Linked DNA regions of Mus musculus: all the other regions are linked to region 3. Evidence: chromatin contacts called from public promoter capture Hi-C data. All regions are on one chromosome and are shown on one strand. The core of a region is the stretch at or near the end of the contact, and the rest is flanking DNA. Distances in the headings are between cores, read along the strand shown.

What was found. Promoter capture Hi-C pulls out the DNA fragments that hold promoters and counts their contacts.
Region 1: a contact with region 3 is called in a promoter capture Hi-C map of erythroid cells, with 12 times the contacts expected there. The contact joins the promoter of Dapk2 here to the promoter of 1110036E04Rik in region 3. A contact is called at or near these places in 1 of 39 promoter capture datasets (erythroid cells) and 1 of 115 datasets of contacts at active chromatin or transcription factors (embryonic stem cells).
Region 2: a promoter capture Hi-C map of erythroid cells shows a contact between it and region 3, with 26 times the contacts expected there. The contact joins the promoter of Lactb here to the promoter of 1110036E04Rik in region 3. A contact is called at or near these places in 2 of 39 promoter capture datasets (erythroid cells and pre-B cells).

The regions. Positions count from the first base shown.
Region 1 is chr9:66,156,791-66,159,555 of GRCm38.p6, reverse strand. It overlaps Dapk2 (death-associated protein kinase 2), which reads right to left and starts at 1,330. Exons shown (of 12, transcript NM_010019.3): 1 at 1,216-1,330.
Region 2 is chr9:66,973,975-66,977,073 of GRCm38.p6, reverse strand. Lactb (lactamase, beta) reads left to right here and starts at 1,590. Exons shown (of 6, transcript NM_030717.1): 1 at 1,590-2,033; 2 at 2,290-2,356. The coding sequence starts at 1,683.
Region 3 is chr9:64,048,562-64,051,412 of GRCm38.p6, reverse strand. It overlaps 1110036E04Rik (RIKEN cDNA 1110036E04 gene), which reads right to left and starts at 1,584. Exons shown (of 3, transcript NR_040713.1): 1 at 1,518-1,584.

The sequences.
Region 1 (2,765 bases), core at 81-2,580, 2.1 Mb before region 3:
GAACCCACTGGGATCGGGTCTAAGTCACTTGTTAGACAAAAGGAGAAATCTGAGGTCCAGAGAGGGAAAGGGACCTTTCCACCATGGCACAGCTAGGCCATCAAACTTCCCAGGGCTTCTCTTGATACCCACACAACTCCTCCATGGATGGCTCAGGACTGGAAAGCCAGTGGCTTCTGGGAGAACAGTTCCAAGGAGAAGGTGCCCAAGTTTGGCAGGGACAGGCAGTGGTTTGGAACACGTGCGCACATACACACACACATGAAGAATCCTCAGACTCAGGTCTGGGGAAACTGCCAGCAGTGCCAGCAGAAGGGAGGAGACTCTAGCATCACAGAACCCCTTTGGATGATCCCTGATAAGGATGTTGGGGCTCAGAAGGTCAGCCACCTCCCTGAGTTGACATGAGAAAAACTCAGTCTTTTAATAAAAGGTTCAGCTTCTTTGGGCAGCCGGACTGTTTGCCCCCCACATCTAACAGAATAGAAGGCTCTAGAGAAGCTGTCAGGGTTGGCTGGTTTATTCCCTCCAGCAGGTAGTTTGTTGTCCCGGGGCAACAGATACCCACCCATTCCTGACACTTCAGTCAAGCCTCCAAAGACAGCTACTGGTCTATCAATACCATGACTTTAGATGCCAAAAACTTAACCGGCGGGCAGGTGGAGACAGGGAGGGCTTTGAACCCAACTCTGAAGCAGTCAAGGTACCAGCCACTTTTAGTCAACAAAATTCCCCTAGGATGCCAAGCCAGTTAGTTGGGAACTAGTGTCAGAAACCAAAAGAGCTGCCCCCAGCTACCTTTAGATGACAGGGAACCAGGGAGTGTCCCTCCACCTGCCCGCAGCTGTTAGGCCACACTGGAGGTTCATTTCACAGGAAGCAACCTCCCGGGCTGAGGCGGGGAGGAGGAGGTGTGAGCCCACAGAGGCTGGGCTTGTTTCTCTCCTATTGGGGACTTTTGAGGGGGCCAAACTTGATGCATGGTTGTTTCCATTCTCCTGCCCAGATGTCAGGCCTCTGTCCGTCAATCCCCATCCCGTCTCTGGGACCAGAGTGTCAAGCTTAGGAGGCACCCCGAGGTAGTAGTAGCCTGCAGACTGGCCTCCGGGTGCCGTCCCAGCGCACAAACCACAGAACGGCTATATCCTAGACAGGCAATGCCCGACCACCCCAGCCACTGCTGCCGTCGAATCCCGCGGCCCGGGCGCTACTCACGGCGAAAGGCTGCGCTGCATGTGCGGAGAGCTGGACGTGCACCGGGGCGCGGCGGGGTGCGCGGCGCTCCGCTCTGCTCTGCTCCCTGCGCCCGGCGTCCGCCCGCAGAGCCGCCGAGGAGCAGAGGGGGCGGAGCGGCCAGCCCGGTCCCAGGCGCCGGCTGGAGGCGCGCCCGGACACTCGGCCCGGAGCTCGGGGCGCCCCCTGCTGGAACCCCCGCGGGACCGCCCCGAGGTGAGGACTTGGATGCTCGTCCCTTCCCGCCCTGTCTCTCACATGCTGTGCCACCTGGAACGAATCAACTTGAGTAAGCTAATGATCAACGCACTTCACAACCCAGCACAATTGCCAGAAAACAGAATTTCTCTGCCCTTCGTCCCCACCCACGCACACCCTGACTGATCAGATTCTCTGGGGACCTCGCTCCACACAAGGGTAGGAAGCTCTCATGTGCCCCACTCATTCCCGGCCCAGCTTGAAGACTGCCCATATTTGCCTATTACCACGCCAACCCTGGCACCATTCTTGAGTGTAGTCCGTGTATCACCATTAAGCCTGTCTTAATGAAGGACTTGGGAGTTGATTCTCCCTTCCTTTTGCAAATTATCAGAAGGAGAAAATATCAGTGGTAGCGTTGGTGGCTGGAAACAAAACTGAAGTTCAATGGTCTCCATTCAAGACCAGAGACATTTTAAGGATGGCCACCTAGAGCCTCCAGCCCTAAGTCACTGTGACAGCTAACACTGTCAATGTGACTGGATTTACAATCAGGAGATAAACCTCTGGGTATGCCTATAGGAATTTCTAGATTGTGTTTCCAGAGCTTTAGTGAGACCAGCCCTAGATGTGCACAGCAATGGTCCACGGGCTGGGGTCCAGGAATTAAAAAAAAAAAATCGGTGAGGAGAAACTGGCTAGTGAGGGCTGCTCTTCTCTGACCATTGCTGCAATATCTGGGACAGCCTCCGGGAAGATCCCAGACCTTTGCGTGTGACCTTTCAGATCTGTGCAGTTTAGAGGGCTCTCTGTGAACAGAGAACCAGGATTCACCTCATATTTCTCTCTCCCTCCCCCTCCCCTTCCCCTCCCCCCCCTTCCTGAGGCTGGGCACAATGTACCCAGCTGCGCCACGCTCCTGCTGCCATGATGGACTATACCCTATACCTTCTAACTGTGAGCCCGTTCTTGAGTTGCCTCCCCCACCCCTTGAGTACTTTCTCACAGCAACAAGAAAAGTAGCACAGATCCCCCCTTAGGGATCCTCCCTAGAGCTAAGGATGTAAGATTCTGAGTCATGGGTGTAGTCCAAAGTCCTGCCCTATCATCCATGTGTGGTCAGCCACCAGAAAGTGGGAACAACAACCCTTCTGGTAGCTTCCAGTGAAGTCCTGAGTAGCACTGGCGGAGGGTGACATGTGAAATGTGCCCAAGGAGCACACTACCCCTCAGCCTTTTCAACACCAGGAACCCTGAAAATGCCACTGAGTACCGCCCAACTCTCTCATTGTGTCTTGAACAGTCTCAGGGAAGATCCCAGACCTTCACTTGCG
Region 2 (3,099 bases), core at 341-2,840, 2.9 Mb before region 3:
TCAGGGGCCACATTTTGGACAGGACCGACGGATGTGTGTGACAAAGCCAGACGCAGCTGGACACCAGACCGTACTCCATAGCTACGCAGGGCAGAGGAAGCGGAGCTCCATGGGATGTGGGCAGAGGTGATGGGGTAGGAGGAGAGAGCGAGCGGTGACAACTTGAGCTGATCAGGAGTGTGGACAGTCACAAGAAGCAGAAAGGGTTTTGGTCCACATGAATCCACCCATTTTGCTATTTGGCACTTATGACGTGAGGCTCCTACCCTCTGCCACAGACTGGGGGACAGGAGCTCTGTTTTCCAGTGGTGGTTGGAACAAACAGTAACTGCGTTTGGAAACTCTGATCTTTCTCAGGCAGGTATTTTGAAGAAAGATAGGGTCACTCTAGCAACGCAGCCTTGAGCTGTGAGAAACTGTGGAAGAGTTTCCTACTCAGGAAGAGAACTGAGAGTAGCCTGGCTAGAGTTTGCTTCAGAGAACAGGACTGGGTGTGGAAGGGCAGCTGTAGCGCCCAGTGGACCCTGGCCATGTAATAATACTAGCTGCAGCTGCATCCATCGCACCACTGGGAAGCTGATTCACCGCCCACGCCTCTGATCGTAGAACCCTTCAAACCCTCTGACAAGAGAGGAAGGCTGAGAAGGTACATTTCTGGGCCATCACCTGACAACTCTGTAGATTTAGACAAATCCCTTAGCCTCCCTTTACTCCAGTTTCCTCATGGAACTGATGTCAGACAACACAACCAATCTCCAGAGCAGTTACGATGATTAATGTTTGCTAGAATGATTGTCACTGGGCAGGAAGGCGAGTCAAGACATAAAATTCTCCTAAAAGAATGAAAAAAACCCACATCAGGTTTGCTTTTTCCCACTTTTGTGTGTGTGCATGTATATACATGCATATTAGCATTTGCCTGAGAACGTCCCAGACTATGTTGGAAACCATCTATAATTGCGCTTCTAACTTTGGATTGAGGCTGGGTTTCTCAATCCGTTACAGGTAGGCGCCATGCCCACTGGGCATTTTCACCCGGATACTGGGGATTTGAATTCCAGTCCTTGTGTTTGCATGGCAAGTGTTTTAACCACTGTGCATCTCAGTCAAACAAAGGGGCGAGTGTTGTTAACATAGGCATAAGGTGGCAAGAGGGTGTTGCTGTGACAGGAGACTTGTCTAAGGATATCATGTGTGTTGTGAGAGAGAAGAAGCATGGAAAAGGAGAGAGATGAGGAGGAGAAAAGGAAAAGAGAGGCTTGAGGGACAGGTAGAAACTAAAGTGGGAAGGAGAAAGAGGAGAGAATCAGAAATAAAGAGAGGGAAAGAGAAAAGAGGATAGAGGGAGGAATGTGGGATGCGAGAGAAAAAGAAAACAAGAGAGGGAGGTTAGAGCTAAAGGGAGAGAAGAGAGAGGAAAAGGAGAAGATAAAAGAAGGAAGAAAGATATGAAAAAGAGGGAGGGAAAAGAAAGCAAGAAAAGGAGGGGTGGAACCAAAGAGGATTAGTAGCCAGAAGGCTAGAAAGGAGACGAGGACCAGGCGCTCGATGCGCTCGTCGCTCACCCACCCGGCCTTGACTGAGAGGTACTGTAAAGCCCCGCCTCAGCCCCGCCCCCTCGTCCCGCCCGCCGCGGGCCAAGCCGGAGCAAGCTAGGAGGCAGCCGGCTCTGCGGAGGCAACATGTACCGGCTCCTGTCAAGCGTGACAGCTCGGGCTGCGGCCACCGCAGGCCCAGCCTGGGACGGAGGGCGGCGCGGGGCGCACAGGCGACCGGGCCTGCCTGTGCTGGGCCTTGGTTGGGCCGGCGGCCTGGGGCTCGGGCTGGGGCTGGCTCTCGGCGCGAAGCTGGTGGTCGGGCTGCGGGGCGCCGTCCCCATTCAGTCCCCCGCGGACCCCGAGGCGTCCGGCACTACCGAGTTATCGCACGAGCAGGCCCTGAGCCCGGGGAGCCCGCACACGCCTGCGCCGCCAGCAGCCAGGGGCTTCTCCAGAGCCATCGAGAGCAGCCGCGATCTGCTACACCGGATCAAGGTGCGGGCCCAGTGGGCGTCAGGGCGGCGGCTTCCGTTTTTCTGACTGCCTGGCCGCGGGCTGACGCTCTTAGGGCTGCTCAAGTAGCAGCTGAGGTCACCGGTCGCGGAGGGGCCCGCCCCTTCCCCTTTAGAGTCCTGTGCACTCCGACGGCCAGGGCAATCGGAGCAGAACCATTGCCCTCCTGGTGGGCGGGACCGCAGAGTGGGCGGAGTCAGTCTACTTTTGAACCACCAGGGTCTTTCTTTTCTCTTAGGATGAGGTTGGTGCCCCCGGCATCGTGGTTGGAGTTTCTGTAGATGGAAAAGAAGTCTGGTCAGAAGGTGAGTTCAGCAGGTAGCCCATTTTGTTATTGGTAAAATAAAATACTGATGTTTTACAGGTTGGAGTTGCAAAAAGTGGCACATTTGTAGAGACAATGTATCCCTAGAATAATCAGGCTGTTTTATTTATCACTGGAAAGTTTAAAATGTAACTAACTGGGCTAGGAGTATAGCTCAGTGGAAGCTCACTTGCTTAGCCTCCATGTGTGAGGGCAAAATAAAGTAAATAATTAAATTGTGTGACTCAAGTACGTGGATGTGTTCAAAATGCTGTTTCTTCTCCCAGTTTACTCTTAAGAATTGGTCTGAAAATGGAATGTAGAACAATCCATTAAATTACCACTATTACATATTAGATAACCCTTATTAGTAACTAAAATGTCAGTTTCTGCATATTTTTATTCTTTCATTCTGTAATTTTTTTATTCCCCACTTCTGTAAAAGGCACTATACCAAGTATTAAGAATACATGATATCCCTGGTCCTTAATGATTTACAGTTTATTATTACATTTACTAGACAGAGTGTTACCTGTTTTGTTTTTAACGACAAGCTTGAAGTGGTTTGGGATGGAGCTCAGTTGGTGCTTGCTTTTGGGTACAAGTTCTGGGTATAATCCCTTGCACCACATAAATCAAAGTGGTATGGACCCATGATCCCATTCCTCAGGACGTAGAAGCTGGAGGATCAGAAGCTTAAGGTCACATGATGTGTGTGAGGCCAGCCTGAGCATGTAGAGACCC
Region 3 (2,851 bases), core at 335-2,834:
TTTTGTCTTAATGACCGTGTGTGTGTGTCTGTCTGTCTGTGTGTGTGTGTTTTCGGGATGCACATGTGTGTACCTGTGAAAGCCAGAGGGCAAACTTGGATTTCATTCCCTGGGCTCTGTTCATCTTGTTTTCCAAAGCAGGAGTCTCTTACTGGCTAAGAACTCACTGACTGTCCGGACTGCTGGCCACAGAGCCACAGGGATCTCCCTGACTCTGCCTCTGACACTGGAGGAGTTTCATGTGTGTACCACCATGATGATGTCTGCTTCTACATGTATTCTGAGGATCAAATTCAGTTTCAAGGTACAGGCAAGACAAACACTACTAACTGAGCCACCTCCCCAGCCTCCATAACAACTTCTAAACAGCCCCTACTTCCAAGTACAGCCCAGTTCTGAAGTACTAGATGCCAGCCAGTCAGTCAACATGAACTTGGTGATGCCACAATTTTGCTTATAACAAAATCCAACGGCTATCAGTGCTCATCCCTGGGCTGAGGGGATAGACTTGGAACTTCCAGGAAGCTGGAAGCATTCCAAGAAGATTTCCTGGAAGGGAAACTTCAAATCTTGGTCAAAAGGGAATCAGAAGGAAAGACTGGAAATTCCAGGCAAATGAAACAGCAAGAACACAAGCCTGGAAACAGGACGCGTTTCAGGAAAGATAAGCTGGTGACTGTCTGGATGAGTCACGGGCAGAGTCTCCCAGAAGGTAACGTTGTGAAATGCCTTGGATGTTGGAGAGGCTCGGGGCTTGATTCTGCTTCAATAAGGACCCATTGAGAACATCTGAGCTCAAGAAAGAGGAGGGTTGTACTTTGGGCCAGAATCAGGGAAATCGCTGTGTGGAGCAGGCTTGCCATTTAGAGCATGCGACAGAGAAGCCCCTGGCTTGCTGATTACACACGGCTGGAGTCGCCACCAAGTTTTTGATTCAAAGTGCCTTGATAGCCCCTGAGCGTATTTTGGATTTTGTTTTTTGCTTTTTTTTTCCCTTCGCCCAACTTCTCAGGGCTGCTACTCTTGATGGCCCGTGAGATTTAGGAAGCACCGGAATTTTACTAGGCAGAGAGAGCAGAGTCCCGGCAGGCAGAGGTGTGGCTGCTCCTCTCCCCTCCTGACTAGGCAATCACCCTGGAGGACAGCAAGGCCAAGGCCTCAGGGGAGGTGGCGCCAGTTCTGGAGAGTCATCTTGTGTCTGGTTGCCATGGCATCCGGCACTGCATAGGAGGGCCAATCCGGCTCCCCCGCCGGAAATAGGGTGATCACCTGGCCTCCGCGCTTTCCACAGCGCCGCGGGGTTTTCTGTTTGTTTGGTTTGGTTTGGAAGCAAACACCAAATAGTTAAACTTCCCGGAGCTTGTATCCGGCAGAACAATTCTACGGAAGATACTTTCCTTTTCAAGCTGGGGGCCGTTGAGTCTAAGCTCGTCTTGGCTCCGCTTGGTTTGGCCCTTTTACTCCGGCCACGCCCACTCCAGTCCAAGCTGGCCTTCTCTGCCTTTGGCTGTGCTCACCTGCTACCTCGTGAAGAGCAAGGTCCCTGGAGTCCTGCTGCCCTTCCTGCTGGTCATGGGGAAGATCCTCAACTCCTTTGTAGTCATACCCTCACCTGAAGTTTGGGAGTAAGACACCACCTCCTCGGGTTGCTAGGAGGAGTAACTGAGGGTGAACTTGGAAATCCCCCGGATACTACAAAACAGTACAACGGGCACGTGAAGCTGCATTAACAGCTCTCATTATTTTTACCTTTGCTCTTTTGTAGTGGCTTAGTCACCGGCCTCACACGCTTTATTGATTTTTACCCACACTGGGTATGGTGGAGAACTGTGAGTTCAAGGCCAGCGTTGGCTGTGTAGTTTGAAGCCAGACTGCACTCCCTTAAGACTCAGCTTTGGGGGCGGAGCACTGGTGGCGCACGCCTTTAATCCCAGCACTTGGGAGGCAGAGTTTGAGGCCAACATGGTCTACAGAGTGAGTTCCAGGACAGCCAGGGCTACACAGAGAAAAAACAAAACAAAACAACAAACAAACAAAAAAAGACTCAGCCTTGGAAAGACATAAAACAAACAAAAAAATTCCATTACAGCTTAATTCAGAATAAAAAGAGAGAGACTATAATCCAATTTAAGAGAAATACAGTATACAGTGTCTGCTTAGCTTCAACCAGGCCCTCAAACCTTGCGTCCTGGCTTTCTAGGCCAGGATTTCTGCCTCCTACCCGTATCATCTCCTACCTAAGCACTCACAGGAAGTGAGAGATCAGGCAGAACACAAGCTGGCTCCTGCAGTAAACGGCTTCAAAAACTCCTTCTCTCTCATAAAATCCAGATGCATGCTTTCATGCTCAGGACTTTTACGCCCGACCTACACTGCCGCTTCCTGTTTAGTGTCTGCCACCAAGACTAAGGTGTCCCCTGGAATTTCTTAACCATTCCATGCTCTTTATATATGTCAGTCTCTCTGCTTGGGATCCTCTAAGCTCCATTTTTCTTTTTGTTGTTGTTTTGTTTTTTTTTTTCTTCCTCACTTTAAGAGAGATACCATCAAGACTGTAGTGTCCCACTGGGATTTCAATGTGAGTGTGTGTGTGTGTGTGTGTGTGTGTGTGTGTGTGTAAGCACTTAAACACTCAGTATGTAAGCTGTGAAGGCTCCGAGGAAGGCTATGGAGGCAACCAATGGGGCCTTTCTGCAGAGAAACTCTGTGAAGCATTACTTCCTTGGCTGCCCAGGTTCCTGTTCACACTGCGTCTACTCTGCCTCTTTTCTCCCCGGGTCACATCTCTTACTGAGCTCCCCAGGAAGAGCGGCTCTTCCCAGGGACTTCGTGGCCCATCCAAGCTAGCCAG